Linked DNA regions of Ovis canadensis: region 2 is linked to region 1. The links are chromatin contacts, called in public Hi-C maps. All regions are on one chromosome and are shown on one strand. The core of a region is the stretch at or near the end of the contact, and the rest is flanking DNA. Distances in the headings are between cores, read along the strand shown. Region 1 holds the start of LIFR (LIF receptor subunit alpha). Region 2 overlaps EGFLAM (EGF like, fibronectin type III and laminin G domains).

The links. A called contact is a pair of places that touch in the nucleus more often than the background predicts.
Region 2: a contact with region 1 is called in a Hi-C map of fibroblasts, with 2.9 times the contacts expected there. The contact joins the enhancer-like site here to the promoter of LIFR in region 1. A contact is called at or near these places in 2 of 2 Hi-C or Micro-C datasets (fibroblasts and lung).

The regions. Positions count from the first base shown.
Region 1 is chr16:49,125,083-49,132,206 of ARS-UI_OviCan_v2, forward strand. LIFR (LIF receptor subunit alpha) reads left to right here and starts at 2,937. Exons shown (of 20, transcript XM_069556154.1): 1 at 2,937-3,298.
Region 2 is chr16:49,221,847-49,228,970 of ARS-UI_OviCan_v2, forward strand. EGFLAM (EGF like, fibronectin type III and laminin G domains) reads right to left here. Exons shown (of 23, transcript XM_069555987.1): 21 at 1,068-1,151. It overlaps LOC138421667 (a long non-coding RNA gene), which reads left to right. Exons shown (of 4, transcript XR_011249580.1): 2 at 1,060-1,252; 3 at 1,383-1,489; 4 at 4,653-5,105. Among named protein-coding and RNA genes, the nearest start is that of LIFR, 97 kb to the left of the region's middle. Within about 2 kb of position 3,170, the one cell type or tissue checked has open chromatin away from gene starts, as enhancers often do. A contact at or near this core is called in fibroblasts, where this site is marked.

The DNA of each region.
Region 1 (7,124 bases), core at 1,687-4,186:
TTCCAGGAAGAAAGCCTTTTCTTGTCCCACTGATTGATAACAGCACACGTGTTAGATCACATATCCCAAGAAGCCTGCATGTGAGCCAAGATATGAGTAATTTAATAACAAAACCCCATCATCTCACATTTGCTGCTTTTGTGAGTGATGGATCCCTTCAAAGAACAATGCCTTTCATCTCCAAAATTTTCATTACAGGTGTGATGATGATTTTTATTTCACTTAAAGATTATTCTTATGTTTAAACGTTTCAAATGAAATCTTACTTATGAAAAAAAAAAAGAAAGACATGAACAAAATAGAAAAGCAGGGAGAATAGCTAGAAAGAAGAACACAAATCTTGGGCGTAAAATAATTAACAAGGAAATTAATTCTAGCTATCCAATATGTACTTTATGTTCAACATTTTGCTGCTTTATTCCCATTCAATTTTAGCTTATTATATGCCTTACTTTCTTGCTTCTAATTATGTAGTCATTTCCATTTCCTTCTTTATTTGTTCAACACAAACACTAAATAAGAACTACTGTCAGGCTCTTCATATTATACAACATAAGCATCAAACAAAACAAATTTTATGTTTTGATATTTATTTTGCAATATCTGTTTTTGGTTTACAAACTTAATTATTATATAAAATAGTATTTACAAAACAGACTTGTCTATGACAAGGGAAATAACAATGTCAATCCGTGACACTTTAAGTTAAATTCCTTTAAGAATCCAAAGTGGTTAATCCACCTTTTATACAATCATTAAGGAAAATTTCCTACTACCAACTCAGCAGGACCATATGAAGTGCTGCAAAAACAGAGTTTCTGGTCATAATCAGAAAATTGCTAAGATATTTTTAAAGTCCCTGCTTTCTTATGGAAATATAAAATCTACTTTTTCTCATGAAAAGTGTGTGTAACATGGCTCTTCAAACCAGACCTCGGTATCGTGTGGGTCCTGGGGTGCTCCTTGAAAACTGTGGCAACTTCTTGAGTTCCCTGACTAGTGATACCGGGGTGTGCACTGGAGGCAAGTTTTCTGAATCTAATTAAAGGTTTAAGGCATTGTTCCAGCCCCACATCCAAGTCCCTGGCAGGAGACAAGGCAATACATCCACATAGTCGTGTTTTTGTACAATTGGCAAAAGTAAGATATTTTAACCACCATCAGCTGAGACTGAGATCTCTTTCCCTTTCAGTTTCCCCCTTGTCACTTTCCCTCGGGTTGGGTGGTGCTGGAGCAGCTTGGGTGTGCTGTGTTGTTTTGTTTTTCCTTTTCCTTTGGGAGGACCACCCAAATTGCATAAATTTCTCATAAAATCTGCATCAACGCGCCCCTCTGTGTGATAACAGTACCTGTTTTACAGGTATTTGTGCAGGTTAAAAGAGCTGACGGATGGTGCCAGGCACAGAGTGTATCCAATAGTTGCTAGGCATTATTATTCCCCCAAGAGTTTCTATGTCTAAGTCACAAAAGTAAGCATTCTATGTAATATGCTTTAAAAACTACGATTTTTCCCCACAAAAGGAATTTCTCCACCTCATGTAGGGGCTACATCACAATTTTCTTAGACTCTAGGCACTTGTGCCTCTTTGTTGAACCCTTTCATCCATTAAAATCTTTTTAAATGAGATAAATGTCCCAACCCACCAAGGACTCAAGAACCAGGGTAACACAAAAAGTAGCATCTTAAACAGGGGTTCAGGTACACATCCTGGAAGCCTGTTTTGCAAACAAGGTCTCAGAGATAATAGGAAGAATTAGTCTGGGCGTTTAAAATACATATGAATGAAGCTGGTCGTTAGAACACAAGTGGGGTCCATGTCTTACTGTGAAACACACACTTGCATTTAGGGAGACTACTTTTCAGTGTACCTGATGGTGTTTTTTGTGCCCATTCTAGTTACATTATCAACAGGGAAATATTGCCTCAGAAAATAAGGTTCGTTTTGCCAATTTAGAAATTGCTTTGGAATTTCATCCAAAGGTCTCTTATAAAAACACGCTGGCCTTTGTGCTGGTGCATCAAATAAATCACAAATGAAACAAACAAGTTGGCTTCCTATTGAAGGTGTGTCTGCAGAGCCCTGTGACTCTGCGTGCCAGGGGCTCCATCTGGCACATTTCTGAACTTTGCAAAATTAATTGTGCTGAAGAGAACACCATCAAACGCGTCCGGCATAGAGGGTAAACATCTTCAAACCATGATTCTGCGCCATCAAACGCTCTCCAGCTAATTACATTTGGTGCATTACTCTGGACGAAAACCGAGGCCAAGTGAAACTGCGGAAATGGGAACAATGCAAGGAGGAAAAATCTCACCCCATTAAGAGATCCGTTTTTTCTCAGCACAAATAAGCCCACCACGCCTTGGAGGCAAGACTAGATGACTCCGAATGCCCCCGCAGGCCCTCTCTGGCCGAGCGAGCCCTGCGTGGGCAGGAGGAAAGTGACCGGAGTGGCAGCGCCCCAGCCCTTGGAGCATTATAAGTTATTCATAAAATCTAAGCAATCGCTCCCCGTGTCGTTCCCTCCGCCCCCAACCATCCGCGCCCCGGCATAGAGGCTAGTTTTCAAGTGTATTTACAAAGGAAGCTAAAACACGGCCGCAGGTCGTCCTCTCCTCCATGCAGTGTTTGCAATGCGCTTTGACAGCGTCTCGAGAGCCGCTCTCCTTGCAGGGCCGCCGCGCGCTAGGCCGGCCTTCCCGACCATTTGCACGGGCCAGGCCGCTCCTCTCCCCGACTCTTCCGTGACCTTCCGAGATGGGCCTCGCGACGGGACTCTCCGCGGAAGCACCACCCTCGGCGCTGGAGCCCCGCGCGCGGCCGCTCTCCTCCGGCTCCAGGGGGCGGCCCCGCGAAAAGCGCCGGACGCGCGCGGCCCCGCCGAGGGGCGACGGCGGGGGCGCGCGGGCGGCTTCCGGCGGGGGTGCGCGGGGCGGGGCCGGGGGCGGGGCCGGGACCCGGGTAGCGGCGCCCCCCGCCGAGCGGCGTGCAGGCACCGCCCCCGCGCGCCGCAGTCGGGGCTGGAGCGTCTCGCCAGTAGTGGTGGCCGTTACTGTTGCCTCCGCGCGTCCGTGGCGGCGGCGGCGTCCCCCGGAGCTCGCGGAGGGCAGCGGGCCGCCCCTCGCCCGCGGCCGCCTGCAGCAGCCCTGCTCTGGGACTGGGGGAGGCGAGACGGCGGAGGCGGCGGGTGGTGCCCGGCCCCCCTCCTCTACGCCTCCAGCCCACGGGCGACTGCGAACTCCGGCAGCCCCCGGGCGGCGGCCGAGGATGGCTAGATAGCGGCGCGCAAGCGGCCCGTGAGTACTGGGAGCGGGTGGGCGCGGCGCGAGGCGCGGGGAGTGGGAGCCGCGGACCCCGGAGCCGGGTCGCCTGGGCGCATCGTCGCCGGCGCCGGGCGGCCGGCGCGGGGCTGGGGGCAGCGCTTCGGCCGGCTTTGGCCCCTGGGTCCGGGAGCGCTTGAGAGGAGTGACCCGGGCGGGGGATGGGGCGCACCAGGTCTCGCCGCTCTCCGCGCCCTTGGGCCACCCGGGCTCCAGGAGGACGCCGACTCCCCGGCCGCGAACTTCTGCCGCACGTAGGGCAGTAAGTTCTGAGGCCACAGGCTACCTGGGGGATGGGAAGGAGCTTTAATTTTTATTTTTCTTAAGTGATGTAATCAACCAAGTGACCCCCTTGCCTTATCTCTTCATTAAAGCCAGTTCGCTGTCCCTTCTGTATTCATGGTGTATTTGATTTACCTTTATTTTATGTGCTTGTATCCGAAGGTGCTATACTGATTGAATCCAGAGTTTAAGGAGTTGACCGTCAAACTTAGGCTTCATAATAGATTCCAGTTTTAAATGGATCGTTTCAAAAGACAGAGCTGGAATCATGAGTTCTGACCGACAGAAAATTCTGCACTTCACATGTTGTGAATTTACACCTTGAATAATGTGATTCTGGTTTCCACCTTCTGCATCCCCACCTTTGGCTACCAAAAATATATGAGGTGTTTTATTTGCGGTTGGGTACCTCTGTGCTCCTTTTTGTGTGGGTGTGTTATTGCACTCAAATATTGATATAGCATATATGCTGCTACTGAATAGCATTTGTATGGAAATGAATTTCTCTGCATTTTTTACTGTGTTCATTTAAGATACGTTTTTTTGACAGAAAGGTTTCAGCTTAAAGTTTGCCTTCTGATTTGTTTTCAGTTTCAGATTTGTATTTAATTAAAAAAATTTGCTTGGGGTAAAATGAAGTGACTTAGTAGTATCATTTGGTCAGGGGTCCAAAAATGATTCCTAAATTAAATTTAAAGCAAATTCCCCTTCCTAGAAAAGTGAAAGCGTTTGTTTAGTGTAAATGATGCTTGTCCCTTCCCTTAAATGCTGATTTTGCCACAGATCTGAAATCACATTTCACTAATATCAGAGGGTTCCTTGTCTTAGCCTGGCTGGGGAAAGGAAACCTAAGTATAGAGTATGTTTTTAAAAACACTGTCCTCTTACTTGTTTCACAGGTTGACTTTCTGTTTTATAGCCAAGGGGAAACTGTTGATTTGGAGACTTCATTAGGTAGTTACAAGCTCGATTTAAATATCCCTTCCAAGAATTGAATTGAGGTTTATTTGCTTTGTAATAGGTGAGATCACAAGCTCGCCTCTCTAATTGCTGGAGAGTTGGGTTCTTTTCTGGGAAATAAGGATCAAGAACTTTGCTGTCAAAGAGAACAAACTTCTGTGATTTTTGAAACCTTTCGCTTATTGATGGTCATTGTTCAGTAATATGTTGGCAGTGATATAAATTATTATAACATTAAAATTTACCGCCATTATTTGTGGGACCAGCTGCTTATGCATCCTCTAGAAGATTCAGCATGTATAAAAAGCTATGGAGTGAAAAGTGTATCTCCTCTCCCCAACTCCCCGACCCCTACTGCACCCTGTTCTCCCCAGGACCCTGTGTATATCTTTCCAGATAAAGCCTATGCTAGTATAAACATTTTGTCTGTGTTCTTTTTATTTGTCTTTCCACAATTGAGGACACATTGTATGCTCGGTCCTGCACCAGCTCCCCCCCTCCCCTTCCCTCCTGGCAGAGTACTAAATCTTGGCAGCCTCTAACATCAGTACCTAAGAGCTGTCTCATTCTCCAACAGCTGCGGAGTACTCCATTAAGGATGAGCCATCATTTATTTAACCTCTGCTTTATTGAGGTATGTGTAGTAGATGGTTTCTGCTATTTTCCTATAGAACTGTTGTAAAACATTAGTTTCTGAGGTTTTTAAGTGAATTTCAATTATTCCCAAAGGCAGTGGTAACTTATTTCTTTGCATCATATTCCAGGAAATGAATGCCCCTTCTCTTCAGTGTGCACTCTTTCCTTTTATATAATTTCCAAGTGATCCGTAAGGGTCTCTGGTGTCTTTGTGGTGAAGCATGAGCCACCAGGGCCAATTACTAAGGTGGCATTCCTTGATTAACACCTTAGCTCTTTGTCTCAACAAAAGAAATAGAAGAACAGATATAAAATTTTAAGAATAATCTGTAAGAAAAATTCTTAGGAGTTTAAATATTTTGAACATAGAGAAGAGGCTTATACCTTTGGTTAGGTTGGAGATAAAGGCAGGTCGTGTTTCGTAAAACTTGTTTGCCATTAGGCACCAACACCCCTGCCTTCTGCAAATGATCACTGGTATCTCATATTTTAATGTTGCTATAATATGTTTATAAATTGTACACTTTGGGAGAAGGTTGCTCGTAACTCTTAAGGAGGAGTATGCGTTCAGAAAATATTTGGCCCTTTTAAATTAAAAATTGAGGTCTTTTAGAGTGCTTTTAAAACAATAAATTATAGAAGTAAGACTAATGCTAGCTAGCAGTTGAACCAAATGCATTACAAAAATTTGAGTATTATTCAGTGTTGAGCTTTATATTTCCATTATGCTTATTTTAGAGCTAATGTAAGAAGCTATAATAATCCTTTTTTTTAAATGACCAAGGAAACCTTTTCATGTTTAAGGTGTTTTGTTTTTCCTTTGTTATTTAGTACCTGTCATTGTACTAAACTGCTAATATTGGCTGTATTTGCTCTTCTTAAATAAGTATTTACTGAGCATGTGTTACATCCCAGGCAATTTCTAGAGACTAAGAATGTAGTAATGCGCAGGATAGAGACCCCATTCTAATGAGTCCACCTGTTAGTGAGGGAGATGGATAAAAAGCAGAGAAGCAATAAAGACAGTAAGGTCTGAGTGAGACATGCTGGCAGAGTGATAAAAGAGGGTTGCTGGGATAAAGAGGGGGCAGGTGGGGCCACTGTTTTAGACCGAGCAGCTCTGGAAGCCTCTCTGAGGTGAAGTTTAAACTGAGAGTTGAGTGTGTTCTTGGAGATCTGGAGGAGTGGTGGTTCAGGCAGAGGGCATGGCTTGTGCAAAGGCCAGGCAGTGGGACCGAGCCTCGCACACCAGAGGAACAGACGGCCGCCAGTGTGGCTGGAGTTTCTTATCGAAAAGTGGCTGGTGGGAGAGAGCAGGCACTGCGATGGGTGTCCTGGGCATTTGCAAATGGCAAGGAAGGTTCAATGGCGTGGGAGACAGACCTTGGATGGCGGGGTTCCTCCACCTGCTGGACGCTCCAGGAGAGCAGTTGTGGACCTGCTGCTTCTTCATTGCTTAGCCTGGGTCATAATGTGCTGTGAATATTGAGAGAATTAACTAATAATTAGAGAGTTTAAGAAATAATCTTGTCTGGTTTTTCTCAAAATACTTAGATTTGGGAGTATTTAAGCTAAGTCTTCCCCATCTTGGCTGTGGCCCTTGACATTACCAGATCCATCCCACTGTTAAAGCATCTTCTCAGATTGTTGCTTTACGTGAGTTGCATTTTGTTTCTGTTCCTGAAATTAAACTATGAAGCCTTAAAAATGTGTGTATTTTCCAGGACATTATAGTGATTTCTGAGTAATTCAGTCAGAAGTTCCATCTTTGATTTCAGTGTATTAGCCCTTTGCTTAAGTGTAAAAATTTCAGAGAGGCCTTTTTTAGTATAGTGAATGTTTGAATTCTTTGGGGGCAGATTACAGACTAATGAGCCCATAAAATATATGTACTTTCTGCAGGTACTTTTATTCTCACAGGAAG
Region 2 (7,124 bases), core at 1,920-4,419, 97 kb after region 1:
AGTATGAGCAGTTTGAGGCTTCCCCAGGGGCTCAGCGGTAAAGAATCAGCCTACAATGCAGGAGACCTGGTCCAATCCCTGGGTTGGGAAGATCCTCTGGAGAAGGGAATGGCTACCTATGCCAATAAATATTCACTACAGGAAGACATCTCTTTTTAACAAGTCAGAGTTGGGGCTTCATCAAAATCACTCTCTCAAGGACTTTCAAGGTCACTTGGACAGCTGATGGGCACAGGTCTGCCTCTGTACCTGCCACATCCTTTAGAATCAAAGGCAAGCACAGTGGAAAGAACGGGGTCCAGCAAGGCTATTTCTATCACAGCCTATACATGAACTGAGTACGAAACTGACCATGGTGGCCCCATGTTTCCCAAGCTTCGCTCATGACCTCATCTACTGACCTCCCCAGAAAGTACTATGGTATATCCTCAGGGAACCTGAGCCAAAGACTGTTCAGCTCATCTCGAGACCTGCATCAGGAGCGGCAGGACTGACATTTCTTTATACAGCTGATTTAGGACCTGCTAATCAGTTTCTAAAAATATATTTTTAGGGATATATACATAGTAAAACTAATTTCAAAGGAATGATTCACCCTAAATTAATCAGAAGTGAGGTTAGTGAGCTCTGTGAGCAGGGGGAGGATGTGTAATTGGGGTAGGGTACACATGGCTTCTAAGATTCAGGTAATGTAATGTCAAAAAACAAAAAACGGTGGGGGCAATTGCCTGCATGACGAGAACAGAAGCATTCCTCAAAGTCTACCTGTCCTGAACCCTTATCTCACTAGAGATATCTAGACCTCACTAGATGACCAGACCCTCTTCCAGTTTAGCCATCATACAATTCCTTCTCCGGAAGGCCTTTGTTGAGTGAAGATTGGGAGTTCAGCCTTTCCAACCTGCAGCGTTAGTGATGGGCACAGGGGGGAGTTGGTACCGAGATGTCCTAATGAGCGGAATCAGGGATACTGGGATGCCAGGCCAGGTGGGGGAACAGGAAGTGGAACTACAGGGACTTGGAGAGCACTCCCATCAGCTCTGTCTCACGCTGTGACAGGTACTCACCGAACGGCCTTGACTCGATGCCACCGACCATCATTGAATGAGCCATTCACCATGATGGATGCCACACCACTGCCCAGGTTATAGCTGAAGGTGTCAGAGAAGAACAAGACAGAGAACAGAAGATGCACAGGCAGACGGTCATTCATAAATGATTCTCAATGAGAAAGCTCTCTGGACCTCAGAAGGTAGTTTCTTTAACACAAAACAATGCTAAAAAGACACTAAGTTCCCAAAGTAGGCCATGTTTTTTTATTTTTTAATTGTGGTAACATTTACGATCAACCTTTTTTTTTTTTCCTTGGCCATACTGTGCAGCAAAGAGGATCTTAGTTCCCCGACCAGGTATTGAACCTCTGCCCGCTGCGTTGGGAGCATGGAGCCTTAACCATCAGACCTCTATCGAAGTCCAGTCTTAATCATTTGTAAGTGGTTCAGTTCAGTAGTGTTAAGTATATTCACATTGCTGAGCAATCAATTCCAGAACTTTTTTGTCCTGTAAAATCGAAAATCTGTACCCATTAAACAACTTCCCATTTCCCCTCCCCCAGTCCATGGCAACCCAATTTTACTTTCTCTTTCTGTAAATTTGACAATCCTAGGTACCTTATAGTAGGGCCAAACAGTTTTGTCTCTTTGTAACTGGCTTTTTTCACTTACCATAATGCCCTCAAAGTTGATTTATTTTAGGCTCCATGCATGCTATTACTGTATAAGGAAAAAGAAGGACTTTATCATTTGTAATGTGTTGTACTAGGTTGAACAGTATCCCCCCAAAATTAATGAACACCCAGAATCTAAGTGAAAACTGAAAGTGTTAGTCGCTCAGTTGTGTCCGACTCTTTGCAACCCCATAGACTGTTGCCCGCCAGGCTCCTCTGTCCATGGGATTCTCCAGGTGAGAACACTAGAATGGGTTGCCATGCCCTCCTCCAGGGGATCTTCCCGACCCAGGAATTGAACCTGGGTCCAGAAACTCAGAAAGTGAACTGATTTGGAAACAAGGTCTTTGCATATGTAATTAGTTAAGAGGGTTTATATGCGGGTTATATGGGGTTGGGAGGAAGTCATACGTGATTATTGTTGTTGTTTAGTTGCTAAGTCATGTTTGACTCTTTGCGACCCCGTGGACTGTAACCTGCCAGGGTCCTATGTCCATGGGATTCTCTAAGCAAGAATACTGGAGTGGCAAGAATACTCCAGGAGAAGCTCCAGGGGAGCTTCCTGACCCAGGGATCAAACCCACATCTCCTGCGTTGCAGGCAGATTCTTGACCACTGAGCCCCCTGGGAAGCCCCATTTGGGGTTAGTGAAGCCCTAAATCCAATACGACTAGTTTCCTTATAGAAAGAGGAAATTTTGACCCAGAGACAGAGACACACAAAGAACACCACGTGAAGACAGGGGCAGAGGCTAGAATGATGACAGCGATAAGACAAGGAGCACCAAGGAGTGCCAGCGATTGCCAGGACCTAGCAGAGAGTCACAGAGCAGACTTCCTCAGAGCCCCAGGAGGAAGAGACCCTGCAAGGCCTCCGGGGCAGACTTCTCGCCTCTAGAACTGTGAGATAACACGTGTCTATTGCCACCCAATTTGCGGTAATGTGTTATGGCAGTCTTCAGAAACGAATACATGTGTTTTCACTTTTCAAAAAAACAGAACAGAACAAAACATTGCAGAGTAGGCTGAGTCCCAAAGAGTTTAAGGGAATTTGCCTAAAATCTCAAAGCCAAAGTATAGGACTTCCACTTGGGCTTTTACCTGAGCCCCTCCCCCTGCCACATTTTCTTGGATAGCAGATCCACTCCAGAGCTTTCTGTTTTCTGTTTCAGTTGCCAGATACCCTGATATGCTAAGGGGATCAGAAGACTTGCATATGTTGTTTACCAGAGAGAAATATCCCTCTTAGTCCAGTGTTCATTCAATTATTCTAATTTAATTAAATACAACAAATATTTAGTGAGTGACTATTCTAGGCTGGGCACTGAGCCAGCTGCATAGATCACCCCTTGATAATATAATAAAGCCCATGTAATCATGCTTTTGAAGGAAAATGCATTCCACCCAGACAGCTCTCTCATGTTGTAAGAGGACATGTCTCTCCTTTAGCTCATTGGCCAATAAACAGGAAATTGAGAGAAAACTCGGATTAGTCACTGAGCTCTTCTATGCACTCAAGCCAACAAAAGAGCAAGAATAGAAAGCTTTGGCTTTTCCCAGGGAAAGCACTATGAGTCCTTTCTTTAACACTGGAGTCTCAAAGAAGCCACACAGCCCATCAACATTTAACCAAGAATAGAACTCGGGTGACTTGACAAACTCTGAGACAAAGCTGTTGCTCTGACCCAGAAAAATCCACTGTTTTCTAATGAAATTTCCCACATCAAGTGTCTCCTTGTATGAAGCAGCCTGGAGGTGGAATTTTTAGATTTCATTATTTAGTGGCCAAATGCTTGTTGAAGAAATGAATGAGTATAAAGCAAGGCTGAGAGCTGGTTGGCAGAAACACAGCTGAATTACTATGTGGGCTTTTATGAGAGGCAGCATAGGGTGATAGAAAGAACTTGCTGCTGCTGCTGCTGCTAAGTCGCTTCAGTCGTGTCCGACTCTGTGCAACCCCATAGCCGGCAGCCCACCAAGCTCCCCCGTCCCTGGGATTCTCCAGGCAAGAACACTGGAGTGGGTTGCCATTTCCTTCTCCAATGCGTGAAAGTGAAGTCGCTCAGTTGTGTCTGACCCTCAGCGACCCCATGGACTGCAGCCTTCCAGGCTCCTCCATCCATGGGATTTTCCAAGCAAGAGTACTGGAGTGGGGTGCCACTGCCTTCTCCGAGAAAGAACCTAGACACTTGGATTAGAGGAATCTACCTAGATTCCCAGCCTTGCCAATTCCTAGCTCTGTGATCTTGGGCAATTTGCTCCATTTGTCTGAGCCTCAATTTTCTCATCTGTGAAATGGGTTAATAATACCTACCCTGAAGGATCTTAGGGAAGTTTCAGTAAGATAATATATATAAAGAGCATAGCACATAGTAGGAGACAAGCAAATAACCCCATGCCTGTGTGCATGCTAAGTCACTTCAGTCATCTCTGACTCTGTGTGACCCTGTGGACTGCAGCCCACCAGGTTCTTCTGTCCATGGGATTCTCCAGGCAAGAATACTGGAGTGGGTTGCCATGCTCTTCCCCAGGGGATCTTCCTGACCCAGGCCTTGAACCTGCATCTTTTATGCTTTCTGCATTGGCAGGCAAGTTCTTTGCCACTAGCACCATGTGGGAATACATGCAGTGCTTAATGCAGCTCGGATCGAGCATTGACAGCACACCTAGAGGAACTAGCAATAGGAGAAAACTGCCGCCCAGAGTCAAGCCTGTCAAGCCTCTCCTGGAAGAGTAGTCATGTGTGAAAGTGAACCAACAGGCTGCGAATATGTAACCAAAACACCCAGGAACACCCAGGTCTCAGAACAAGGTGACTTAGGTAGAACTGCAGCAGCACTAGACTGGAATGGGATTGTAACCCAGTGAATGGAAACGTTTTCAGTTGTGTTTGGACAAAGGATGGGTTTTCTTCTTCTATTCTCCAGCCCGGTAACATGCCTGTTCATCCAGATTGTACTCAAGGAGCAAACACGGAACCCAGCAGGCAGGAATCCAGCCACCGCTGCAGGTCAGGGAGCGGCCCAGTTGGCTCCTTGACGGCCTGACGGCCTGACTCTCCAACCCCACCGACTCCCTCTTCGTTCTCGAATAACCTCCTGCTTGCCCAGACACCTGATATACATCCCCCTGGAATTTCTCTTTCTTTTAAATAATAATAAATGGCCAAGAACAGTGATTGCCTTTGTTGGGAGAGGGCATGAGGGAGCCTTCCTGGGTGTAGGAAATGTTCTGTTTTATTCCGAGTGGTGGTCACACAAGTGTTTGTATGTTAAAAAATGTATTGAGCTGTACACCTAATATTTGTACACTTTATGTAAATTTTACCTTAATTTAAAAAAATTTGAAGTATAGTTGAATTAAAATGTTTTGTTAATTTCTGTGCTGTGTGTAGTCGCTCAGTCACGTCCAACTCTGTGACCCCATGGACTGTAGCCCGCCAGGCCCCTCTGTCCATGGGATTCTCCAAGGCAAGAATACTGGAGTGGGTTCCCATGTCCTCCTCCACGGGATCTTCCCAACCCAGGGATCAAACTCACGTCTCCCGCACTGCAGGTGGATTCTCTATGGTCTGAGCCACCAAGAAAGCCCGAGAATACTAGAGTGGGTAGCCTGTCCCTTCTCCAGGAGGAGAACCAGGAATAGAACCAGGGTCTCTTGCGTTGCAGGCACATACTTTACCAGCTGCTGCTGCTAAGTCGCTTCACCAGCTAGTGCACAGCAAACTGATTCACATAATATTATATGTATATTTGTCTGATTTCAGATTCTTTTCCATTATAGGTTATTACAAGATATTGAATATAGTTCCTGTACTGTAAAATAGGACTTTGTTGTTTATTTATTTTATATATAGTATGTCTCTGTTAATTCCAAACTCCAAATTTATCCCTCCTACCCCCTTCCTTTGGTAACCGTAAGTTTGTTTTCTATGTCTGTGAGTCTGTTTCTGTTTTGTAGATAAATTCATCTGCCTCGTTTTTCTTTTAGATTCCATATATGAATGACAGCATACGACATTTGTCTTTCTCTGACTTACTTCACTTAGTTAAATATCAATTTAAAAAAAAAAGGTAAAAATATGTGAATGAATGAATAAATGAATAAATGCATGTCTGCTTTCTCTCCCATGTCCCGCGTACCTGGTGATCATGAATCAGTTATCTTGAACCCAGTTTACCTACTCAACCTGGTGCACACGAAAGGCCAGGAGTCTGAGCACAAAGGTGTGCTACCAGGAAACGCCAGCAGGTGAGGTCTCTTGGAAGCCACTTGACTGCCTCCACGTGGTGGCACTTATAATTGGTCGTGCCTCCTTTAAAGCATAGCACAGGGTACTTTGCTAATGTCAGACTGCTTCCCTTTCTCTGCTGCATGAAAATGTTATCAAAGTCACATGGAAAATTAGTGGGTAATATCCCCAGTAAAGTGATATTTACACACCTAGTTTTATGCCCTATACATAACCATAAAACAAAACAAAACAAACAACAAAAACCACACTCTCAATTGAGTACTCTGATTCCCTTTCTTTAATTTGCACCCAAACCTTTTCTTTATTCTCTGGCAGAAGCACTTTGAGCACTAAATTAGCAAAAAGGACAAGCATTTAGGTGAAGAATGTTGAGATTATACCGTATTATCTTAGATTTCCTGTTGTTTGCTTTGAAATTGGATCAAACACTAAAACCTCAAAAATGGTTGGTTCACCTACGCAATCAACAGGTTCACTCTCTAGGCTCCACTGATGTAAGCTGCATGGCAGCAAGGCCTTAGTCAAAATAATAACAACAATAATAACAATAGTAACAATAACAATAGCTAAATTTTATATAGTATATTGTGCCAGTTCCCTTACATATGTTCATGATATGAGTTTTTTGAACAGAGTAAACACTTACCAAGGATAATCATTATCACTCACTAATAAGGAGACATGCTGGGCCTTTATGTGAATTAACTCACTGGGTCCTCATGATTAACCCTTTCCTTTTCAGAGGTCAGATAACCTGCAGGTGATCACGTGGCCGTGGGAATCAGGCATGTCTGACTCTGAAGCCCTGGTTTCTGACCATTCCAGACTCGGTTTCTCAGGGTGTGGCTCCTGGTATCTTCCAATCAGATTCTGGCACTCAGCAGGACCTCCTCCACCAGGTGCGTTTCCAGGTGTGGGCCCAGGAATCCAGTAACCTTGGATAGGAGCCCTGCAGCTGACTCTGTGCAGGCTGACAATCTTAAACCACTGGCCACTCTCTGATACCTCTCCGCCCAGCCTCCCCCAGGGCTTCCGTACTTCTGAGCCGGGTGAATGATGTGGGGAGAATAGCTGCCCAGAGGAAGGAAATGCAGCGAGGCAGCCACGCCAGGTTCCAGGCCCAGGGATGAGCACAGATGTCTGC